2 separate regions of the Mus musculus genome follow, and region 1 is linked to region 2. A link is a contact called in public HiChIP or PLAC-seq data. All regions are on one chromosome and are shown on one strand. The core of a region is the stretch at or near the end of the contact, and the rest is flanking DNA. Distances in the headings are between cores, read along the strand shown.

Region 1 (5,463 bases), core at 675-3,174, 200 kb before region 2:
TTTTATTTAATGGATTCTCTCAATACCAAGGTGTCCTAAAGCTCTTCCTTAAGTTAGAAGTGGGAAAGATGCCAGGAAGGGCCCATAGGATGTGCCCTGATTTCAGAGACTCCAGGGACCAAAAGAAACAAAAATTCAACTTTAGGAATAAACGGGAACTTTATATAGATTCCTTAAGAGATTTCAAATACTATCAACACTGCCAATGGCAGAAGAGACAAGAACTACTAAGGCAGAGTTCTACGCACCTGGGAGTTTGGAAGGAACATTTAGAGGATCAAGCCCCTGTCAGAGAGTATGTGAAGCATTCCTGGCACAACCAGGTTATCTGTCATCTTGACAGCTAGACAAAGAAGTCATTTTTGTTCTTTTAAAGAACAAACAGCATTGGGGCTGGGTGTGGTGGCCTGTGACTTTAGTCCTAGGACTCTGAGGCAGAGGCAAGCAGTTATCTGTGAGTTTCAGGCTGCTTCCTTCTATATAGTGAGTTCCAGCCCAGCTAGGGATACAGAGTAAGATCTTATCTCAGAGGCAAAACAAAACAAAAACTAAACCAAGACAATTATCATTTGAAGTTTATACATTGGGGAAAAAGAAGAAAGAAAAAAAACCAACCCACTGGGCCTTGAGGTAGATGAACATATTTCTTTCAACAAAGTTGTCAGGCTATGATGAGGGGTCTTAGTCAGGGTTTCTATTCCTGCACAAAACATCATGACCAAGAAGCAAGTTGGGGAGGAAAGGTTTTATTAAGCTTATACTTCCACACTGTTGTTTGTTCATCACCATAGGAAGTCAGGACAGGACTTCACACAGGGTGAGAACCTGGAGGCAAGAGCTGATACAGAGGCTGTGGAGGGGTGCAGCTTACTGGCTTGCTTCCTCTGGCGTGCTCAGCCTGCTTTATATCTTTTTTTTTAATTTTTTTATTAGATATTTTCTTCATTTACATTTCAAATGCTATCCCAAAAGTCCCCTATACCCTCTCCCCATGCTGCTCCCCTACCCACCCACTCCCACTTCTTGGCCCTGTCGTTCCCCTGTACTGGGGCATATAAAGTTTTCAGCCTGCTTTCTTATAGAACCCAGGACCACCAGCCCAGGAGTGGCACCACCCACAAAGGGCTGGGCCCTCCCTGCCTTGATCACTAATTGAGAAAATGCTATACAGCTGGATATCATGGAGGCATTTCCTCAAGGGAGGCTCCTTTCTCTGTGATAACTCCAGCTTGGGTCAAGTTGACATGGGGCTAGAGATGGCACCATAGATGGTGAAGATCAGAATGTTTTCAAGGATGGATAGGAGATTGAGACCTCTGCTCTGTGTTTCCAGGGCCCTATATATCGTATAGGAAATACAAGGTATATATAGTTTAAGGAGAAGATCACTAAATACGAGCTAAGTGAGACTGTAGAGCAGACTTAGTCATTAAAGTGCTTACCATACAAGCATGAGGACCTGGGTTCAAACCCCCTAGAACTCTTGTAAAAATAAACAAACAAAAAACAGACATAAGGTACACAGCTGTAACCCCAATGCTGAGTAGGTGAACACAGTAGGATCCCTGGGTCAGCCAGCTCAGCTTACTTGGTGATGTCTAGGCCTTGTCTAGAAAAATAGAGGCAACAGCCAAAGTTGACAATCACATACACACACAAACACATAGAACAGGTCACCCATACACAGACATGACCCACCCCCTCCACAGACACTCATAAAAAGAATTTTTTTCAATTAGCTAAGCATTTCCAGTCATCTTCACTCTGAGTCTTGACAAAGCAACATAGGGAAGGACATACTGACCTTGCTGGCTGGAACCTTTGGCTCCAGTCAGATTGGTGAGGCTGCTGAAGGCTGTCAGTGAACACCCTGCAATCAGGACTTGGCACAGAGGCTGTGAGTATGAGATTTGTCTCTGACCCTCTGTGAGCCAGTGCCAGATATTAATGAGTCATCTCCTGGGTCCATGCTCAGTATCTGTGGTGAGCATTCCTAGCATTCAACTTTGGTTTCATTCCAGTTATTTCAGACAAGTCCCACTTTGCATGATAGATGTACTCTTTGCTTTCATGAGCTTCAGGTGCGTGGGAAGGAAACCACAGCAAAGAAATCCAGCAGGAAGTTCCTTTCAGAAAGATCCATGTACCACCTTGGATGATGGCTTCTGAAAGCCTGAATCCCTAAGTGTTCTGAGTTCATCCGCTTACTGTTTGCCAAGTCGCTGAAGGGCAGTAACTTGGCAGGTGTTATTTTACAAGTGTAGTTTTACATTTGGCTGTCTCTAGATGAATGAGTCTTTAATTTTCACTGGGCAAGGTCATCATCAGAAAGGTGGATTCTGCATCTGACACTGCTCATTTGGGAAACAACACTGAGAAATGTGCAGTTTCCCTCCTCCTGCAGAGTGTTCTTGCTTGGAGGCAGATCAGGAAGGGAACCGGTTGATTTAGCTATTTGGGTAAAGATACTGCCCATCATTTAAGGGAAATGAGTAAAAGACAAATGTGTAGCCATAAATAGAATGCCTTGACCTGCATAGCTTAGGGATTGATCCTGCTTGGGGCTACAAGGGACTGAAGGAAGGTTAGACACGGACCTATATAGAGAAACTCTGGGATTGGGTGTGCCATGCAACTGATGGGGATGTACCAGTAATCCAGAAACTCAGTCCAATTACCAGAGCTAAAAGGCAGGTTTACTGCATGCAGCAGGGAAGGGGAGAAATGTAGCTAATCTCAGTAAGAGGTCTCTTAGGGGGGCAGTTCCAAGTTACAGTCACTTGGGAGGAGAAAGCTGTAGTTGATAGTTTCTGCGTTCACTGGTTTTAGATAAAAATCAGTCATTCATAACATCTAAATTGGGACAAGAGGAAAACGTTGTTATTCCCTCTGATCCTGACCCAGGGAAGGAAGGCCTTACTAGTCCCATGGGTCTGAGACACTGGGTTCTTGACATGGCCATGCTCATGTTAGCAAAACACATTTATTTACTCAGGACTTCATTGGCTCCCAACATTAGAAACTTTTATAGTTTTTTTTTAACCTTCTGGGTCTACGAATAGATTGAGAAAGAAAGGCATTCTAAATGCCATTAAACTATTTAATATAATTATACACATAATGCTATATATTAATATGTAAATAGATGTACTTATATATGTAGACACACTGTATATATGTATATATATATATATATATATATATGCATACATATATATGGAGAGAGAGAGAATGCAATCCAAAATGGTCTTGAACTCAAAATAATCATTTCTCATCTCCACAAATGCTAGAATTATGGGTGTGTACCACTACATTCAACTACTTACAATATTTATTAATTTTAAAGTAATAGCATTTATTGAACACTTATGAATTTGTCATACTAGGTGTATTTCAAAGAAGGCCTGCTTTATTACCTCTGTTTTGTGTGTACATGTGTGCTGGTGCATAAGTATGTGTGCACATCTGTGTGTGTCTGTGTGTGTATGTGTGTGTATGTGTGTATATCTGTGTATGTTTGTGTTTGTCTGTGTGTGTCTGTGTGTGTTTGTATATGTGTGTGTATCTGTGTGTTAAGGCTAGAAAACAAACTCACATGTCTTTCCTTAGATGCCATCTACCTTTACTGTTGAGACCATCTCATACTGGGATCTGGAGCTTGCTAACAAGGAAAGGTTGTTTGGTGGGTGAGTCCCAGAGATCCCTCTGTTTCCAGATTCCCAGTCTTGTGAATATAATTGTACACTCCACATTCAACATTTTACGTGGGTTTGGAAGACCAATCTCCAGTCTTCAGGCATACAAGACAATCACTTTGCCAATTGAGCTCTCCTTGCCTCTGTACCCCCCCTCTCCACCCCCTCCCCCATCCATGTTGCTTCCGTTTTACAGATAATGAAAGTTAAAGCTATGGGATGGAAAGTGGAAGCTGTGAAACTACCTGACCAAGGAAAGCCACGCACTAAATATGACAGAACCAAAGTCAGAACTGAAACTGAGAACTGCCTGGTGCCAAGGACAAACTGCCTATTCCTATTCACATTTTCTCTCTTGTGTAGAAGACCAGCAGAAGGATGTCTGCAGTTGCTACAGAGCTTTTCCTAAAGCCCAGATCCTCTGACCCTGGTTCTCAAGCTGAGCATTAGATGTGTCCAGCCTTGATACCACATGGCTTGAGCATTTGAAACATGTCTAATTTTGTATGTTTTAATAGGAATTATTTTATTGTGTGTCCAAACAATGAATTTCTGCAGATTTTTCTTTGTGTCCATACAGTTACAACTTATAACAAGTCTCTCTCTCTCTCTCTCTCTCTCTCTCTCTCTCTCTCTCTGTGTGTGTGTGTGTGTGTGTGTGTGTGTGTTAATCAGCTATCCTAACTGCCATCTGAGCAGCAGTACTAAGAGGAATGGCAGGGTTTTGACAAGACAGAAGGGTAGATTCTCTCCCTTCCCCTCCCAACCACCTTTCTAAAATATTGAGATTCATGGCTTTGAATTAAAGAATTATATCATATCAAATCAAGGTGTCATTTGAATGTGAAATACCCTCTGTAGACTCCTATGTTTGAACACTTGATCCTTACCTGATGGTCCAAAGGTTTCTGGTTGTGGCTCCATAGGAGGTATAGCATTCCTAAAGGTATTGAGTCACTGGAGGCAGGCCTTGAGATTTTATGTCTCAGCCTCACATCTTCCTGTCAGTTTAATATAATCACATACCTTACTCCCCTACCCAGTCTTCCCTGCCATGATGGACTGATTTCTTTCTTAAACTGTGAGCCAGAATAAATCATTCTATCCTGCTGTTTCCTGTCAGGTGTTTGGTTACAGCAATGAGATAAACAACTAATACAGCCAGTTAGAGCAGAGGTGTAGTATGGTGCACTGTCTAGTCAAAGTCTTGGTTCTATATATGGAACCAGGTAGTCAATTGTCTGAGAATAGTCTGAAGAGATGGGCCCAGGGAAGGATAGCTTTGGTATAAGCAAAATCCAGGAGAGAGCTGAGGCAGGAGATCTCACTGTCTAACTCAGACATGATAAGGTCAAACAGTGCACTTTGAGTTGAAGTAACGTAAATTTAGGAAGGGAACGGTTTTCTATGAAAAATAATGTTTGTCTTTGTTTTGGTGAATCTTTGCTGTCAGCCTGACTGAATTTTGGGTCACCTGAAAAACAGAACCCTGAGTGTTTCTGTGCCTATGTTTCCAGAGAAGCCGAAAGGAGGAGGGAACAAGCCCTGAATGTGAGTAACACAGCATGAGCTGGAGTTGAATGAATAGGAGGAAGCTAGCTGGGAACCAGCATTCTTCTCTCTTGTATGGATGCAGTGTGGCAGCTGTCTCAGGATCCTGCTGCTGTGCCCTCTCCACCATGATGGACCACACTCTCAAACTCTGAGCCAAAACCCAACCCTTTCTACCTTACACTACTTTTGGTCATAGCAATGGGCAATAGTTACA
Region 2 (5,186 bases), core at 2,658-5,157:
TAGGCAAGGAAATTCTGAGTTCAATACCAGCCTGGACTTCATAGAGAGATTAAAGATGTGGCCAAGAGTGAAGACACTCAGTCTTGGCTTTGTGCATGACTTAGAATAATCACTAAGCAGATGTACTCTGTGACAGTCACGTATCTTTGGGGGAACTTTTGTCCCTTCAAGTAACCGTATTTCTCAAATGTTACTGGTGCACATAAAAACCACCATCGAAGTCTACAAAGAGCCACCTTGCTCATTACAGTAATAAATTCTGCAGCTAGAGGTATTCCCATCTGCCTTAAAGCAAAATGATACAACATATTAACTTAAAATGAGCAAGCTCTGAAATAAGCCCGTTTCCACAAGTGAGAAGGCTCTCCTGGTGAGAACGCTCGGATTTCCCAACTGAAAGCTTCTTAGACCGGGAGAAGCAGCTCTGGGAGATGACGCTCCCAGTGCTTGTCTTTCTCGTACATACCGACTTTCCTCACTTGTATCTCCCGGTTGTGCTTGGTGACACTGCATTATGGGACTGTGACACTAGGTTACTGTGTTGTATTTGGTTTTGATTCATAGCCAAGGTTCCTGCATCTTGCTGCTTCTGGCCCCTAATCTTTACCATCATTCTGTGAATGGTACTTTCCCCCTCATTATCCACATTCAGTGAACTGAACCAGGTTTCAGTCATCTGAGAGTCCTCGACAGAAACAAGTAAGAAGGAAGAGGAGAAGAGATGGAGGAAAAAACTAACAAGCAAAACAGAAAATGAGGGGTGGCTGTCTGAGACCTAGTACTACTTGGCCAGTGACAAACTGCCAGACAAAATCGATTTCAGTGTTCTGATTGTTAGGGTCCTGATATGAAGTGAGGCGTAATGGTTTCAGCCCATCTACTGCTTCAGCCAGAGTGCTGTGTAGGGAAAAATGGTCTCTTCCCCCAATTTTCCTACTCAGTGTGGAACAGCTGTGATCAGACCTGAGGTTTTGTTTCATTGTGGAGTCTCACAGTTCCATCAGTTACAATACCCTCTACCTTAAAATTGTTAGGCTCGTTGGTTAAGTCCTAACAACACAATATAAAACACACACCTGCTGCCAAACATGGTGGCACACACCTTCCATCCCAGTTCGAGGGAGGCAGAGACAAGTGATCTCTGAGATCTCAAGACTCATCTGACCTACATAGTGAGTCAGGTCAGCTAAGACTATGTGGTGAAACTCCACTTCTGAATCAATGACAGACAGACAGCTCTCACTTCCAAGTGACCAGGAAATAGTATATTCTGGATCCAAATCAACTGCCCACAATACCAGATCATAGGCAGGTTGCTGCAAATTCCATGTTCTAATGTGGTAACAATTGCATGAAATTTTCACAGTAGTAGAACAAAGAATTTCCAGCCCTATCAAAATATAGTGGTGGAAATATCAGGTGTGTGGGGGTTAAAGCAGGAAATTTCTGCTATGGTGCTCAGATGCTGTCTGATGACATTCTTCGTTGGTAGAAGCTAGGACTCTGTTCATATAGTCCTAGAGGGTTTGCATAATAGTCCTACCAGTAGGTGGCTAAAGGGCCAAAGATAGGCAAAGATGGTTTTGGCTTCCAACTTGTTTCATTCAGTTTTCCACAGTCAATTGGGTTTGCAGAATGTTTCCCTTTGGGAACTTCAGTTCATGATCCTCAGTCCCACAAGGCCATTTCTACTTCAGACAACCCTGGGGCTTTCACAGCCTCAGGGAATTGGCTCAGTACTTTGCTGGGCCAGCTTGTTCACAAAACTCAGGGAAATGTTACCTACATCATCTGTGAGTCTGTTAGAGTTGGCCATAAAAAACACAGCTAAAACACTGGATGAAAAGGAAGGTAATATATGTCATAGGGATGGGGACTCTGTGCCTTCTCTGGCCAGTCAGTCCCCAGCTCTTCCAGGCATTCAGCACTTCAAAAACTCAAGTGTTCACATGCAACTCCATTTCCAGCACTACCTGGACTCTTCCCAGAGGGGGCTGAAAATTCCAACTAATGATATGACCTTTCTGGTGACCTGACCCACCTACCCACCTGGAACTGCTGAAGACATTCATTAGCATAAGCTGAGGTGCTGTGCAAAGGGCTCATTATCTTTGACAAAAGGTATGTGTACCACTGCCAAGCCTGAAGGGATCTAAGAATTCTAACAGGAACCAGGGACAAAGACCAGATATGTTTCATACTATTCCACAATCAGAAAGCAAAAGAGTGCTCGTACTGAGAGGCTACATCTTGCTCTTACCTTTTTTATTTTTAAGTTTGTTGTTGTTGTTGTCAATGACAGTGCTTTTTGTAGTCTCCAGCTGCCATACAATTTACTGTGTAGGTACTAATGAAAGAGAACTCTCACGGAAAAGAAACACAAGACATGGTTTGTTCTAGAGCCAAATATGAGTGACCATGGCCTGGGAGCAAAGACTTAGTTTATCTCAACTATGATGTTCTAATGAGGCAGCAATTTCATGAGCTTTTATATTTGCAGAAAAAAAAGAAAGTCATAAGGCAAACTTTTCAAATCGATCAATGAGTATGTCACTTAGGAGAGTTATAGCAATGCAAGGGACACTCTACTCTAAGATGCTAACTAGCAGCACTCTTAGCCCTTTGGTGGGTAGAAACTAAAGGTCTGTTCATTTACCTAATAGTCACCATAGAAAGGTTTGTGTGTACAAAGGAGCAATAAACGTCTATCAAGGGGTTAAAAATGCTTCAAGGTCATTTGAATCTAGACTAGCAAAATTCCAACTTCTCCACATTACTGAAGTTTGAGTCAGTCAATCAACCTTTACAGACACAGCCTCTTTGCAAGAGCTCTTGTGTCCATAAACAAGAGGGGACTTGAACTCCTGGTCCTCTTATATATCTACCTCTTGAATGCTGAGGGCACAAATGCCACACCCAGTTCATGCCCTACTGGGGTTGAACTCCAAGCTTCATGCATGCTAGACAAACATTCAACCAAGTTACGCCCCCAGCCCAGCTTTAGTTTTTTTTTTATTAACATATATCAGCTGAATTTACTGTAGTTGTTTCATACAATTACAAGACTCTGATCAAATCTAATCACACTGTCTATACTTCTCTCAAAACACAATCATTTCTAGTCAATCACTATTTTACCTGTCATTCATCTATGTTTCTTCCTTCCTTCCTTCCGTCCTTCCTTCCTTCCTTCCTTCCTTCCTTCCTTCCTTCCTTCCTTCCTTCCCTCTCTCCTTTCCCCTTCCACATAGGGAGAGAATACATAATACTTGTTCTGTGTGTCCTGCTGGAATAGCTGCAGAATCTAAGGTGTCCCTAGTGAAATGCCCTGGTTGCAGTATTTTCCTAATAATAAAATGTACCTGGAACACATGGCTAGCAATAGAAATGAAGAAAATTTGTTTATAATTTTTTTAAAAAGCACCCCCCTAGGTAGAGGGAGACTAGTGAGCTGACAAGACAGCCATTCCAAAGCTCAGTGCTACTGATCTTTAAAGGTTTTACACAGCAACCATATCTCCTGCATTCTTTGTCCCAGGTTCTGTTTATTACATTGTAGCCCAGGTCATATGGGGTTTCCAGTTTCCCTCTGCCAGCTAGCTTCTCTCATACATTAATCCTGCTGTGCCTCCCCCACGTCTCTCCCTCCCTCTCCCTCTCCCACTCTGTCTCTCTCCTGCCACAGTGTTTATTCTGATCCTAGACCAGTTCCATGTATTTCATTGCAGATGACAGGGTCTCTGTATTCTTTACATGCCACATTCTCTTTTGTTGTCTGTTGATGGATATCTACTCTGGTTTCACATCTTGGCTCTTCTGAGTAGTGCCAGCAATAAACAGGAATGTGCAGCGTGACTTAGATTCTTTTCTGGAGTGCTATAGCTAGATCATATGGGAGTTTTATTTTTAGTCTTAGAGGAATCTCCATAATGATTTCACAGTGACTGTACCAATTTACATTCCTACCAGCAGTATAAGCCCATCAGCATTTGCTAGTTGACATTGTGTGTGTGTGTGTGTGTGTGTGTGTGTGTGTGTGTGTGTGTGTGTGTTAGTGCACATTCATATGCACTAAAGTATGCACAGGTGCTGTGGGACAACCCAGAGGCTGACAACGGGTGTCATTCCTCAGTTCTTTATCTTGTTTATTGAGACAGGGTCTCTCACTGTCCTAGTGCACAGTCAGTAGGCTAAGCTGGCTAAATGACGAGCCTAGGGACCCATTACCTCCCCATCCCTTAAGCTCTGGGGTTACTCGCATGCAACCATGTTTAAATTTTTTCCTTTTTAAAAAATATAAATTCTGGGTGTGGAATTCAGGTCTGCACATTGACAAGGCAAGTGCTTTCCTGCCTGTGCTATCTCCCCACCATAGTCTTTGATTTTTTTTATAACAGAGACTCTTACTGGGATCAGATGGTACCAGCACACACCGGCTGGGAATGCCTCTCAGATACTGCTTCTCAGCTCATGTAACTCTTGAGCCAGTGCTTACCATCAGCTTTCTCTGGTGCTGTGAGCACCGTGTTCACAGCCACTCAGCACAGTCCACTGTGGTGGGAGCTTTGGTAAAAAGCATGTGATCATTCTTGTTATCTTGCTTATGAAAATATTTGCACACCAGGTTTTACTTTATTAATATGTAGGTTTTGTTGTATCAGGAGAGAATTACTTGTGGGAACTAAAGTATGTCTTTTCATAACCTTAAAAAACACTGGGTTTAGGATTCACTTTCTCTATCAGGAAGCAGGACAGATAAAATTCCTCCAGTGTGAGAAGTGATGATGACCAGGCCCTCGGGATCTCACTGCTGGCATGGTCAGTTATGTTGATATCCTTGTCTGGCCAGGGCAAAGAAGGGCACTTTGGACATCTTGCTGTTCCTACTCGCCCATCACCACCATCTCCTTCTTAGAGAAGAAAGTAGCTAAAAGTTCTCTTAAGGTGATGTGGAAAGACAAAATCAAAAGGAACACAAAGCTACTCATATCACCCTAAATTAGACTTTTAAATATGCTATTGATATCAGAGAAATCTTATCTCAGTTTTCTCCTGGAATATGGCAAGGAAGTCATTAATCATTTGATGTTAAATTTATACAGATTGCTGAATAAATGACAAGGGCTAAGACCACAGGCAGTGAAGCAAAGGCAAAAGGAGAAGAGCAGGAAGAAAAGGGGTCATTT

Evidence for each region. HiChIP or PLAC-seq counts read pairs in DNA pulled down with a chosen protein or histone mark.
Region 1: a contact with region 2 is called in an H3K27ac HiChIP or PLAC-seq map of heart atrium, with 4 times the contacts expected there. The contact joins two enhancer-like sites. A contact is called at or near these places in 2 of 484 Hi-C or Micro-C datasets (the HL-1 cell line and cardiomyocytes), 1 of 115 datasets of contacts at active chromatin or transcription factors (heart atrium) and 1 of 9 other capture datasets (embryonic stem cells).

The regions. Positions count from the first base shown.
Region 1 is chr8:128,109,817-128,115,279 of GRCm38.p6, reverse strand. No RefSeq gene overlaps it. Among named protein-coding and RNA genes, the nearest start is that of Mir21c, 170 kb to the left of the region's middle. Within about 2 kb of position 1,924, at least 49 of the 459 cell types and tissues checked have an H3K27ac peak or open chromatin away from gene starts, as enhancers often do. A contact at or near this core is called in heart atrium, where this site is marked.
Region 2 is chr8:127,914,427-127,919,612 of GRCm38.p6, reverse strand. No RefSeq gene overlaps it. Among named protein-coding and RNA genes, the nearest start is that of Gm32590, 110 kb to the right of the region's middle. Within about 2 kb of position 3,907, at least 20 of the 459 cell types and tissues checked have an H3K27ac peak or open chromatin away from gene starts, as enhancers often do. A contact at or near this core is called in heart atrium, where this site is marked.